Regions from separate parts of the Sus scrofa genome. Here region 1 is linked to region 2. A link is a contact called in public Hi-C data. All regions are on one chromosome and are shown on one strand. Each heading gives the region's core, a stretch centred on a gene start, on an enhancer-like site or on the middle of the called end of the contact. The rest is flanking DNA. Distances are from core to core; before and after follow the strand shown. Region 1 has its middle 270 kb from the start of CD36. Region 2 overlaps SEMA3C (semaphorin-3C).

What was found. Hi-C and Micro-C count contacts between places; a contact is called where the count stands out from the background.
Region 1: a Hi-C map of embryonic fibroblasts shows a contact between it and region 2, with 3 times the contacts expected there. The contact joins two enhancer-like sites. A contact is called at or near these places in 4 of 47 Hi-C or Micro-C datasets (embryonic fibroblasts, fetal skeletal muscle and heart right ventricle).

What each region holds. Positions count from the first base shown.
Region 1 is chr9:99,473,209-99,479,298 of Sscrofa11.1, forward strand. No RefSeq gene overlaps it. Among named protein-coding and RNA genes, the nearest start is that of CD36, 270 kb to the right of the region's middle. Within about 2 kb of position 3,578, at least 6 of the 83 cell types and tissues checked have an H3K27ac peak or open chromatin away from gene starts, as enhancers often do. A contact at or near this core is called in embryonic fibroblasts, where this site is marked.
Region 2 is chr9:99,233,678-99,239,225 of Sscrofa11.1, forward strand. The region is part of intron 1 of SEMA3C (semaphorin-3C); the gene reads left to right. Among named protein-coding and RNA genes, the nearest start is that of SEMA3C, 120 kb to the left of the region's middle. Within about 2 kb of position 2,459, at least 11 of the 83 cell types and tissues checked have an H3K27ac peak or open chromatin away from gene starts, as enhancers often do. A contact at or near this core is called in embryonic fibroblasts, where this site is marked.

The DNA of each region.
Region 1 (6,090 bases), core at 2,328-4,827, 240 kb after region 2:
ATGTTTGAGTCTACTTTTGAAGCTCACTAATCATTTCTTCATTCAGTCACTGTATTTTTCACCTTATGGATTTCTGTTTTTTTTTAATGATTTCTATTTGCTGAAATTCTTGCTTTGTTATGTACTGTTTTCCTAATTTTGTTTAGTTGTCTGTGGTTTTTTGCTTGTTTCACTAAGATTCTTTAAGGGGATTATTCTGAATTCTTTATCTGACAGTTGATATCACTTCATTTCTTTAGGGTCAGTTATTGGAGCTTTATTACTTTCCTTTGGTAGGGTCATATTTACCGAATTTGTTTTAATTCTTGATTCTATACGACTGTATCTGTTCATTTGAGTCAGTTGTCTTCTTTTCCAGACTTTCTGGTTTGGTTTTCTGGTCTTTTCTGCTGGTAATGTCCTTGGGCAAGTGGGGCTTACTATCAGGGCCTATTTTTTGGCAAGGCCATTGTCCAAGCTCTAAGGTCATTGGTAGGGGTCAGAACTTAAGCTGGCTGAAAACAGTTGGATAGGCCTGTTGACTTGGTTCCCCATGCTAGTAGGCTGTATTGTGGGTCTCTCATTCCTGGATTCTCTGGTCAGGCACACTAGATAATCAGATTTGATAATCAGCCATAGGTGGGCTATAAGCCAACTGTTCTGCCCTGGATGTGGTGGTGGTAGGGGACTCAGCAGACTGGGCCTTGTTGTTTGGGGGTTCAAATCAAGCAAGATTGTACACCGATTTCCCTGGTTAGGCAGGTCATCAATTTTGTCCTGCGAATAGAGAAAGCCATGGGATGTACTCTGTGTTCAAGTACTTCTGTGAATAGGGCTGTGAATGTGTTGTGCAGTTCCCCATGTGCCTCCAATCAGGGGGGTTGAACACTGTATTTAGCAATAGGTTATGAATTAGTTTCCCTGCCTGGGCAGGGGCAGATCAGGCTCCAGGATTGGCAGATCAGGCTCCACCCAGCTTCAAGTTCAGCAAGGCTTTTTGTGGTCTTATCTCAAGCCAACTCACTCTCATATCCCATGGCTGAAAGGTTCACTGGCTTTCCTCTGATAACCATCAGCTCTGCCTGCCAGACTCTGTATATGATTGGGCTATATACCTTCCAGGTATTCCCAATCATGCTTTGTGGTCAGGAAGGGCTGGGAGCTATATGCAGTAGTGTATTGGGCTAAGATTCAACTCCCCTGCCTGGGCAGTGGCAGATCAGGCTCCAGGACTGGCAAAGTTTTTTATTTGAGGAACTGAATTATGCAGACCTTCACTCTGTTGAGATCCCTGGTCAGACTGTACCACTGTCTTGGCTCCACAAATGAGCAAAGCTACTGGTTGGGGACCACACCATGGGCCTTGCAGGTAGGAACTTGGTCTGCCATCATCCAAGTGATAGTTATTGCAAGCCCCTCCAGGATTCTCCATCATGGATTCCCAGAGATCAAGTTCTGGATGTTCTCCCACAATCCCTATGGGACAAATCTGGAGTGGGAGCTTCCAAGAAGCAACCCACTATTCTAGCGGAGCTTATGTCCACCCTAGGCCCTCTTTTCCAACTGTAGGTACTGTAGATTTGGGAAGATCTCTTGGCACAGCAGTGTACCGTCCTGGGGGTGGGGCAATGTGGTCAGTGTGTCGCCATTCCTTTTACCTTCTGATGTGGTCTGTTTGATGTCTGTGGTGCAGGATGGTGCTTTAGCCTCAGCTTTGTGTTTAGGATTCTCTCAGTGTTGTCTTATACATGAATAGTTGTTAATTGTCCTTTTTATGAAGGAAAACAAAATCAGGAAGGACTTATCATCTTAGTAATATTACTCCTAATTTACATTTTTTTTTGGTATTTTTAGGGCCACACTAATGGCATATGGAAGTTCCCAGGCTAAAGGTTGAATTGGAGCTGTAGCTGCCAGCCTATGCTCCAGCCACAGCAACGCCAGATTCGAGCCATGCCTATGACCTACACCACAGCTTATGGCAATGCTGAATCCTTAACTCACTGATCAAGGCCAGGGATTAAACCCACATCCTCATGGATACTAGTCAGGTTTGTTACTGCTAAGCCATGATGGGAACCCTCCTAATTTATATTTTTGTCTAATGTTTTCTTATAAATATTATATGTAGTAAATACATTAAAATTTTAATAACATGCCATATAATAAATATATAATATAGATATTTTTATATTATATGAATTATATAAAGATTCTATCAAAATAGATTAATATTTAGTATATTACTGTAGCTAGTGGTACAGTCTTGCTTCTATCAGTTCTCTTGATAATAAAACCACCCTCAGTGATTGCTGAGTCTGAGAGCTTTCATTTATCATGTTTTTAATATTATATCCTCTAAATTTGGAAGGAGAAAATTGGACCCTTTGCTTGCTGGACTGGTGATGCCCTTGCCAATCTGTAACAATAGTTGCTGTTTTGAGGCACACTATTAAATAACCCCGGTGATCAGAGTGTGGAAACTCAGTATCAGGACACCAGTTCCTGAAATAGTGGTACCTACAGGTCCCAAGATAACAGTGTTCCTCAAGCACAGGAGATGAGCAGAACACTCTCAAAATTATCTTTTAAAACCTTAGGCTAATGTGATATCCTTTTTACTAAGAATTCAAAACCTTTTCACATATAGATAAGAGAAAATGATACTCTGTTGCAGGACATATTATAGCATTGAGAAATAGGAAGGGCAGATTATCCACTCACCTTTCCTACCCTCAACATTCAGCCCCTTACTGCAAGAATGGCGATAGAATCTCTGCATATTTTGTGGCTCCATAAGATGAATCATACTTAGCTATGTTACTGAAAGGAGATAGTTTACCATGATTTCATTTTGTGCTTTCAACATTCCTTGATGTATCAGTTGATTCTGGAAATACATACAGAAAATCTGGTCACTAGGTGAGAAATACATGCTTTTTATTTTTAAAGATATTTTATTTGCTTGGCTATAACTTCTTTTTCAAATTTCCTATTTCTATGGACTAATGAGGAATAATAACTTGCTAAAGTGTTAGTTAAGGCCAGGGATAATTAAATTTGCTCTATTTTCATTCTGGTTAGAAACTGCAGGTAGAAATCAATATTAGCAGGATTAGCTGATTGATGCCTTTGGTACCCATGATCTAATATGCAGTCAGTCAACTACAGTTAAACCTTGAACAATACGGCGGTTTGGACCACCCTGAACAGTTAAAAATCTGCATAACTGCATATGTATATCTTTACGGTCAACTTTCCACATCTGTATTTCCACATCATTGTATTCAAGCAACCAACCTCAGATGATGAAGTACTGCAGAGTGTATTTATTTTTAAAAGTCTGTGTATAAATGGACCCATACAGTTCAAGTCTGTGTTGTTCAAGGGTCGACTGTGCTTTGTTTTCTATTTTACACAAGACCATCAGAGAGCAATTTACGTGATGGTCCTCTCTAATCCTGGAGCTAAAGCAAATGAAAAATTGTAAGTGAATTGATACCTCATGCATATGCATGACCTGTCAGTAGTGATGCCTTACAGGAGCATCTTTTCTTATTCATGCTCTGTGGAACACTAACCCTCCCCCTGCAAGCAGCTACAGCAAGAAATGCTGCACACCACATTCCTGTCTTCTTAAGTATTCCTACTGCACCAATATATACTAACAGCTGAAGAATTTTGCAATAAAGCAACCTGTTTAATTTTGTATATTCCATCCAGCTTTGCTCAGAGTTATTCTCACAGCCTATTCCTCTTTTTATTTTTTTCCCTCTGAGTAAATACCATCAACATTCTTTGGGAACAGTATTCCAAGATCATGTTTTGGAGAACACTGCTCTTGACCATTTAAAAGTGAGTCATGCCCAAAGTAAAATAGGACTAGCCAAGTTCAAAATCTTTTATATTGCTTTAAAAATATTTTACCTTGGCTTTTAGTTCTATGACAAGATAAAATTCTCTAAGTTATCCCAAGTATTTTTAACCCATTGTCAATTGGTTAGAGGAAAATGAAAGTGTCCTAGTGAAATAGAATAGGGGATAAAAATGAGGAAATCTAAATCCTGGGTGTGGGCTGAGGGAGGTTTAACCTTTGCTTGGGGATTTAAGATTTTGGTCAGCTGTCATGCTGGACACGCTTAGTTCACTGCACTCCTCAGTTCATAGAAATTTAAAATATGGTTAGTCCAAACCAAATGTTAATCCCAATTGGCAGTGAGAGCTATCCAGGAATTCTGGGCCTGACTCCTGATTCTCCAAGTCCCTGGGCCAGATGCAAGACCACTGGGGAATAGTGACTCAAGAAGATGATGTAGTGGTTGGCAGTATCATAGGTGAATCAAGAGGAGAAAGGGTCCAGGTGGGAGTGGCTGAAAATGAGATGTATAGTGTGCTATGTGTGAGGGACCCTGTGTGAGCAGAGAGCCAAAGCATACCTCAGGGACTCTGAGAAACCAAGCTGAGTCAATTACAGACACAAGAAGAGGACAGTTAGGTCACAGCGAGAATTGAATTGTAGGTTGGAGTTGCTTAGTAATAATAAATATAAGTTTATAACAGACATGACAGCAGTATTTATCACACTTTCAGCATTTGGGAATGATTGTTATTAGAAGGAAAATTACAACTCCAACCAGAAATTACCACTATTTGCATATGGTGCAGTTAAGTTGTAGTCGTCTTGCAACACTTCCCATTTTATTGTCTTTGGCATGCAGTTAGAAAGCTTCCTCATTCTAATACTTGAAAGTCATGTAAGTCCTCAAACTGAGTGATGTCTTTTACATACTACCCATCATAGTAACTTCAAGATCTAATCTTTAACTGGTTTAGGAATTGCAACCTCACTTGAGTAAACATGAGAGGGACAAGTCCAGGAGCAAGCACCTGTACATCAGGGCTGAGTTGAATTTTACAGGCTTTCTAAAGCTCAAGACAGTCTGCTTGCAGAGAATACAATGTGCTCACTGAGGTTGCAGTAAAAGAGGGACAATTAGGCAGTATTATAGATGTCACAATGGTTTTGCTACTTTCTTTTAGCTTTTTGGCTAATTACATGAGAAGATTCAGTTGATGACCTCTTTTTCTCAGCTAGAACTCTTGAAAGAGTTATATATACTTTTTTTTTTCTTACTCTTTCTAACACTTCTCTCAGTCTTGGGCAACCTGGTTTCTGCCACCACCATTCTGCCCCAGCTTTCCTTGAAGGTCCAGCTTAAGAATAGGAACTGCTAATTACTGATGCTTCCTTCCTAAAACATGCTCTTTTCTTGGCTTCTGTGGCTGTTCTCCTACTGTACTTGGCATTCCGGTTAGGTTCCTTTGGAAAAGCTTCCTCTCCTAACCTATCCTTTAAAGTTAGTGTTTCTTAGGATTTTGTCTAGTCTTGTCTTTTTACTTTATACACTTCCTGGGATGAATTCATTCACTTCCATGGCTTTAATTAGAGCTCTGCGTCACTCTTGAGTTCCTCTTGCATATTCTACATGCACCTGAAAAACAGCTCTTCTAAGGCTGAGCACATCACTTCACCCCGCCAAAACCAATCCACTTTTGCATTCCTTCTGTTGAAGACTGACACCTCTATCCATCATCTTGCCCAACCATCTAAATAAAGCCCTCTTAATTCCCACAAATTAATCAACAGATCCTGTCAATTCAATCCTGTTAATATTGCCTGAGTACTTGCCACCTTCATTTCAAACTTGAACTGCCCTTGTTCAGATCACAGATAGCTTTCATTGAGTTTGTTATAACATCCTTCAATTGATTTTCCTCACAGTAGCCAAAATGATCTTCCTAAAATATTATCTGTCATGCCTCTCTTACCTAAAGCCCTCAGTGTCTCCACTTTGCCCTCAGTACATCTAGTACCAAGTGTAGATTGCAGCCTGCATTATAGATTTTTTCCCATTCATCTCTCAGCCACACCCTTGCCAATCCCTAACCTGTACATGAACCTGTAGCTACATGTAACTTGTTTGTGCTCTTGTAGGTGAATCTCCTGTCTCTCTAAATATTTTCATATGGTATTAATTCTGCTTAGAACACTCCCTGTTTTGATTTCATTAACAATTTGTTTTTGATCCTTCCTGTTTTTTTCCCCCATTT
Region 2 (5,548 bases), core at 1,209-3,708:
TATCAGATCCTCATAGAGAAGTTGCTTGACCTGTTATTGCACGTTAGTTCTTTATTGTCTTTGTCCTCAGAATATAAACTCTATGAGATTGTATCTATCTGTTTTGTCAACTCTATTTAGCACAATCTTTTACACAAAAGAAGATCATCAATAAACATTTTTGAAAAGATAATAAATGCATGCTAAAATGCTGTTTAATGTATTACTCTTTCTAAGAGAATTTATTTTATTAAGAGAATAACTCTGTGGCCCGACTTTTCTTCTAAACTTATATCCATAATCTACCTTCCTTAATCACCCAATGTTTCTCAGTCCTATCCTAACTCTATTCTAAAGATAATTCATAGCCAGTTCACCGCCAGGAAGATCTGCAACTATCACTACATCTCAAAAAATTTAAAAATTGATACCTATTTGAAAAGCTGGTGTAATAGGAAATGTTTATTTTTAATTAATGCACCGACAAATACTCAACTAGTAATGGAAAGGTCTTGTAATGCTTTTTCTTAAACATCCATTCTTCCTGCCTCTTGACAGTATTGTATTATGGCTTCCAGTGACTTCTGCCCAAACGTCACAATCGCTGTTGATAAACAGCTCTTCAAAGAGCTCAGAATTTAGGGAGGACTATCCAAAAATTTTTTTAAAAAAGAGAGAAAAAAACAAAGTTATAATTGAAATACCTTCATAGCTCCAGTAGTCCATGATTTTTCAAAGGACAGGAACCATGCTTCTACTTCATACAGCAACTTAACACAGTTGAGACACTCAGTGGTTTTGTTGGCTTCCGAGGAGCAGAGTGAGTAAATAATTATCTCTGCCTGGGAGAGCAGGAAAGAATTTTCAGGTGTGGAAGGATTTAAACCAAATCCTAAAACTGAGAAGTGGTAGTGTGAGAGAAAAAGTTATTCCAGCTAAAGAGAAAACAAATGCAAAGGCATAGAGACTCCAAAGGAACCATGTGTTGATTAACAGTGAGCAATTTCGAGCACTCTGATCTTGGAACCCATATGACTTTTTGGAAAGACATTTTACTATGCCAAAGAGTTTATATTTTATCTTCAGGGTAATTGTGTGCCATGCAGGACATAAACAGGAAAATGGAATACTCACATTTATTTTTTTAAAAAAACTTGATATTTTGAAGTGTAGACAAATACTTCACATTTACTGGAACAAATAGATTTTATCTGTAAATTATGGTTTCCCAGATAGAAATCTCAAAATGAAATCTCTGAAGCAAATGTTGTTGACCTAACAGTGATATCTGCCACATGTGGGAATGGGTGTGATGCATGAGTACAGGAACATGAACATACTGGATAGATGAAGTTCAGGAAGAAGTTTTAATAGCACTGAAACATTTACAGGAGAGGAAGGTGGGAGGCACCAAATGAAGTGCTTAAACTAAAAAGATGCTTTTTTAAAAAATTAAAATGTAGTAGTTAATTTACAATGTTCAATTTCTGCTGTACAGCAAAGTCACCCAGATGTGTGTATATATTCTTTTTCTCATATTATCATCCATCATGTACCATCACAAGAGACTGGATATAGTACCCTATGTTATACAGCAGGGCCTCATTGCTTATCCATTCTAAATGTAATAGTTTGTATCTACTAATCCCATGATACTTTAGAAGTTAACAGCAGTAGGGCACCTTGAAAAAGATAATTAGAAAAGAGTGATATGAAGCAGTTTTCTTGAGTCTGAAAGAATATTTGTCCATTCCTATACTTCAGTCTAGAAGCAGATATGACTGTTAACAAAATAGGAATGAAAAGAAGAGTTTTCTGCATTCACTCTGTAATTCACTGTCTCCAACAACTTTTTTATGGTGTTTTATTAACTTGTTACTTTTCATTTTCAGATATCTGTCTTTCTAGATTAGTAGCAGCAATTTTCTTTTAGAGGCTTTCCTGGGACAAAAGTAGAATATTGGTTGAAAGGAGAAATACAGAATTTTCAGAACCTAACTAATACATTTCATATATGATCATAATTTTTTTATTAAATCAGACAATGTTTATTCTGTAACTCTTTTGAATCATTTTGTTTAATAATTAAAATTAGGAAACATTTGTTCACTAAAATATTACCTAGGTAAATACTCATTACTCCAAGGGGAAAAAAAAGAAAATAATATAGTCCCTACCCTTCAAAAGGGTGTTTTCCTACTGCCCTCCAAGCCACTATTTCCTCATAGGAAGGAAGTGGTTCCATCTAGTGCTGAGAGCCAAGAATTTTGCATTCCATTCCATTCATTGCTTTTGTAACTGATTTATTGAGCAATATTTCAGTAGCAATTCTGCAAACTTTCCCTTTATCCTCCTGCGTGGGCTTTGCACTGGAAATGCCAATGTGGATATGGCCTGCGACACGACAGAGAAATAGGTAGAGACTAGAAATACATCTCTGACACGTCTCAAGAATGTCCCTAGAGATGGCTCATTACTGAGTAGCTGAGCAAAGATGTGACTCAGCCAGAGTTTCTGCAACTGGCTGTCTGAAGCAACTATGAGAGTGCTGGAAAGAGCAATGGATCACCCAATGGTTCCTGGATGTAGAAGAGAAAATTGAGCCTTTTATTCAGAATCAGGTCTCTTAAATAACAATCCAGCTATACAACATTATTTTTTTGCTCAGCACTGCAATATTAAGAAATCTTCTGCTGATAATAACTTTCTCAAATATAATCAATTTATTTGAAACATATGGAAATCAATTCTTGTTTAATCAGTGGACAGTAGAATTCCTCTTTGGATTGAATTCATTAGAAAAATACCTTGATTTTTGGTAGTTGAAAAGTGAAAAAGACTCTGTGGTCAGACTTGTTTCATAAGGCAGAAACACTAAATTAGAGAAGAGATGCAAGGAAGTTGACCAGACTACAAAGCAGAGAGAATGAAAGAAGTATCTCATAAATGACACTTACAGAATTTCAGTTGTATAAATTTTTCTTGCAAGTAATATGACTTCAAATAGATATGTATTTTGCATTGGGGTTTTGATAATTTGATATTTATTGTAGGATTGTGCTAACAATTTCTAATAAGAAAAAATTCAAATATTTCTCTATTATGTATCATTGTGTTATTTGGTACCTGATTTTTATGATAAAAATTTGGCAATTATGGCCAAGGGCCATCATTCTGTTTAACTTTATTGTGCAATAGTTTCATGATCCTCAGTTTGTAGGAATTTGTGTGTCAGGGCTTATGTGACAATTTCTAGTTCTTTCTGAACTAAGACTATAATTGTCTTTGCTATGTCCTTCCTGTTGTCTCCTGGAGTATTTCTTATAACAGTGATTTCATATTTACGAATTAAAAGATGACTACTTTCTAGTTAAGTTAAATTTAGCTCCCCATGAAGGAACCAGCTGCCCCTAAGTGAGGTAATTGCCATTTTACTCATGCCAAAATTTCCAGTTCTACCTAAGACAAAGCCTTGAAATGGGAATTCCCAAGAGGCCACTTTTGATTCAGGAGTCTCTTACCAGAGTTGCAGTGAATTTCCATCCATGTGAACAAACCCAATTTTTCTTTCTTTTGTGATAAAAGCTATAAGATTCCCAGAGTAGCTTATTCTAGAACTCTTGATCCCAGAACCTTTGCTCACAGCTAACTTTTCTTTTTTTCTTTTTTTACAGCCACACCTTCAACATAAGAAAGTTCCCAAGCCAGGGGTCAAATAACTGCTGCAGCTGTGGCCTATGCCACATCCAAGGCAACACCAGATCATTCACCCACTGAGTGAGGCCAGGGTTCTAGACCTCATCCTCACAGAGACAACTTTGGGTCCTTAACCTGCTGAGCCACAATTGGAATTCTGCTCATAGCTAGCTTGAATGTTCCTGGTTTATTAATTAGGATTAGTAAAGTGGTCACAACAACAGAATACAGTAAGCAAATGGTAAATTTTATGATAAACCAGACTCAATACCTGAGAGTATGTAATGGGTACTGTGGGGGCTCTTAACAGATCCATTTGGTTCCTTTTTAGTTTTTCTTTGTGGAAGTTGTGGGGTGTTAATGGTTTGGTATGTATTCAGCAATGTATCTTCTACTCCTTAAGAATGACAGAAGAGTGACAGATGCTATGAAAACCAGCTCTCTTATCTCCAGTTGGGGTGCCTCTAAGGCATAACATATATTCCAAAGCTCTCTGCAGAATCTGTCTCGAGTTACCTTCTGCAGGACTTCTGCTTGAAACTGCATGTGCACGGCTGCTTGGCTTCATTCCCTTCTCTCTCCTGCTTCTTCCAACACCTTAGCCAGTATCCCTTGTGGTCATTTCCTTAAGAAAACACTTATACATCCATCCTTGGCTCAGGGTCTGTTTCTTTGGAACCTGACCAAAACAAAAGGAGAGTGAATGAAAGGGAAAGACAGAGAATAGGAATCCAGAAGTACAAAATAGGAAAACAGATTGCCAGAGTCCAGGATGCGAGAGAGCAGGATATTCTGGGTGAAAGGAGTAGAAGTAGGGTGAAAGAGTGAATCAAAACGCAAGACCAGACTACATGCAGGCTTCATTTAGGGGTCCTGAAACATGTGGTTAAACACAGAGTCCTGAACTCATACTGATGAGGATAAAGTTCCAGCTCTGCCACTTCATAACTGTAAACTTTGGCAAGATATTCTATTCTTCTAGCCCCTACTTTTCCATCTATAAAACCAATCTGAGATATTAACCCTTAGAAGTACTTTTACATATGAAAAGAAGATTTATACCTGAAGCTATTTATTATAGAATAATTTAGAGATATGGGTCCCAACTTAGAGTGATTTGTTCATATCTGGAGACATTTTTATATTCACAACATGGGGATGAAGTGACTAGTGGGTAATGACAAAGATTGCAGCTGTACATTCTGCAGGCAAGAGACAACATCCTATCGTTATCCCAACAAGGAAATATTCGGACCAAAATGTCCTAATCCTGAAGTTGCCAAAAAAAATAAAATAAAAATTGGAAGCAAGTTAAATAATTTTAAAAATTAAAACTATGGATGAATAAATAAATTATAATGTATCTTCTAGGTGATATAGTGTAACTGAAAATAAATTATCTTGTTAAAAATATTATTAACTCCTATGATGAGAGTATAATAACAAAAAATCTGACAGTCTGTAAATCATGTAAGTTCATTTATTCATTCAACTCATAATCTTTGAAAGCTACTCATACCAGGCACTGGGCAAAGTTACAGTTGTAGAGAAGATAAAGAAAAATTAAAAATTTTAAAATCATGAATTATATTCTGGTAACTGTCTAAAAAGACAATAGAAGGGAGGGAGGAAAGAAGGGATGGGGAAGGAAGAGAGGGAAGGAAGATAAAAAAAATTATGGAATATTTAATCATAAGAAATAGTAATATAAAGTAACATAAAGAAGTATCCGAGTAATTAAAAATAAATAAAATATGATAAACAAAAAAGGAACAAGAAACAATTCTCTGAAGAGCTGACATTTCAAATGAGATATCAATGACTATAAGTTGAGAACTATGAGGGATAGAGGGGAGATCATTCCCAGGCAGAG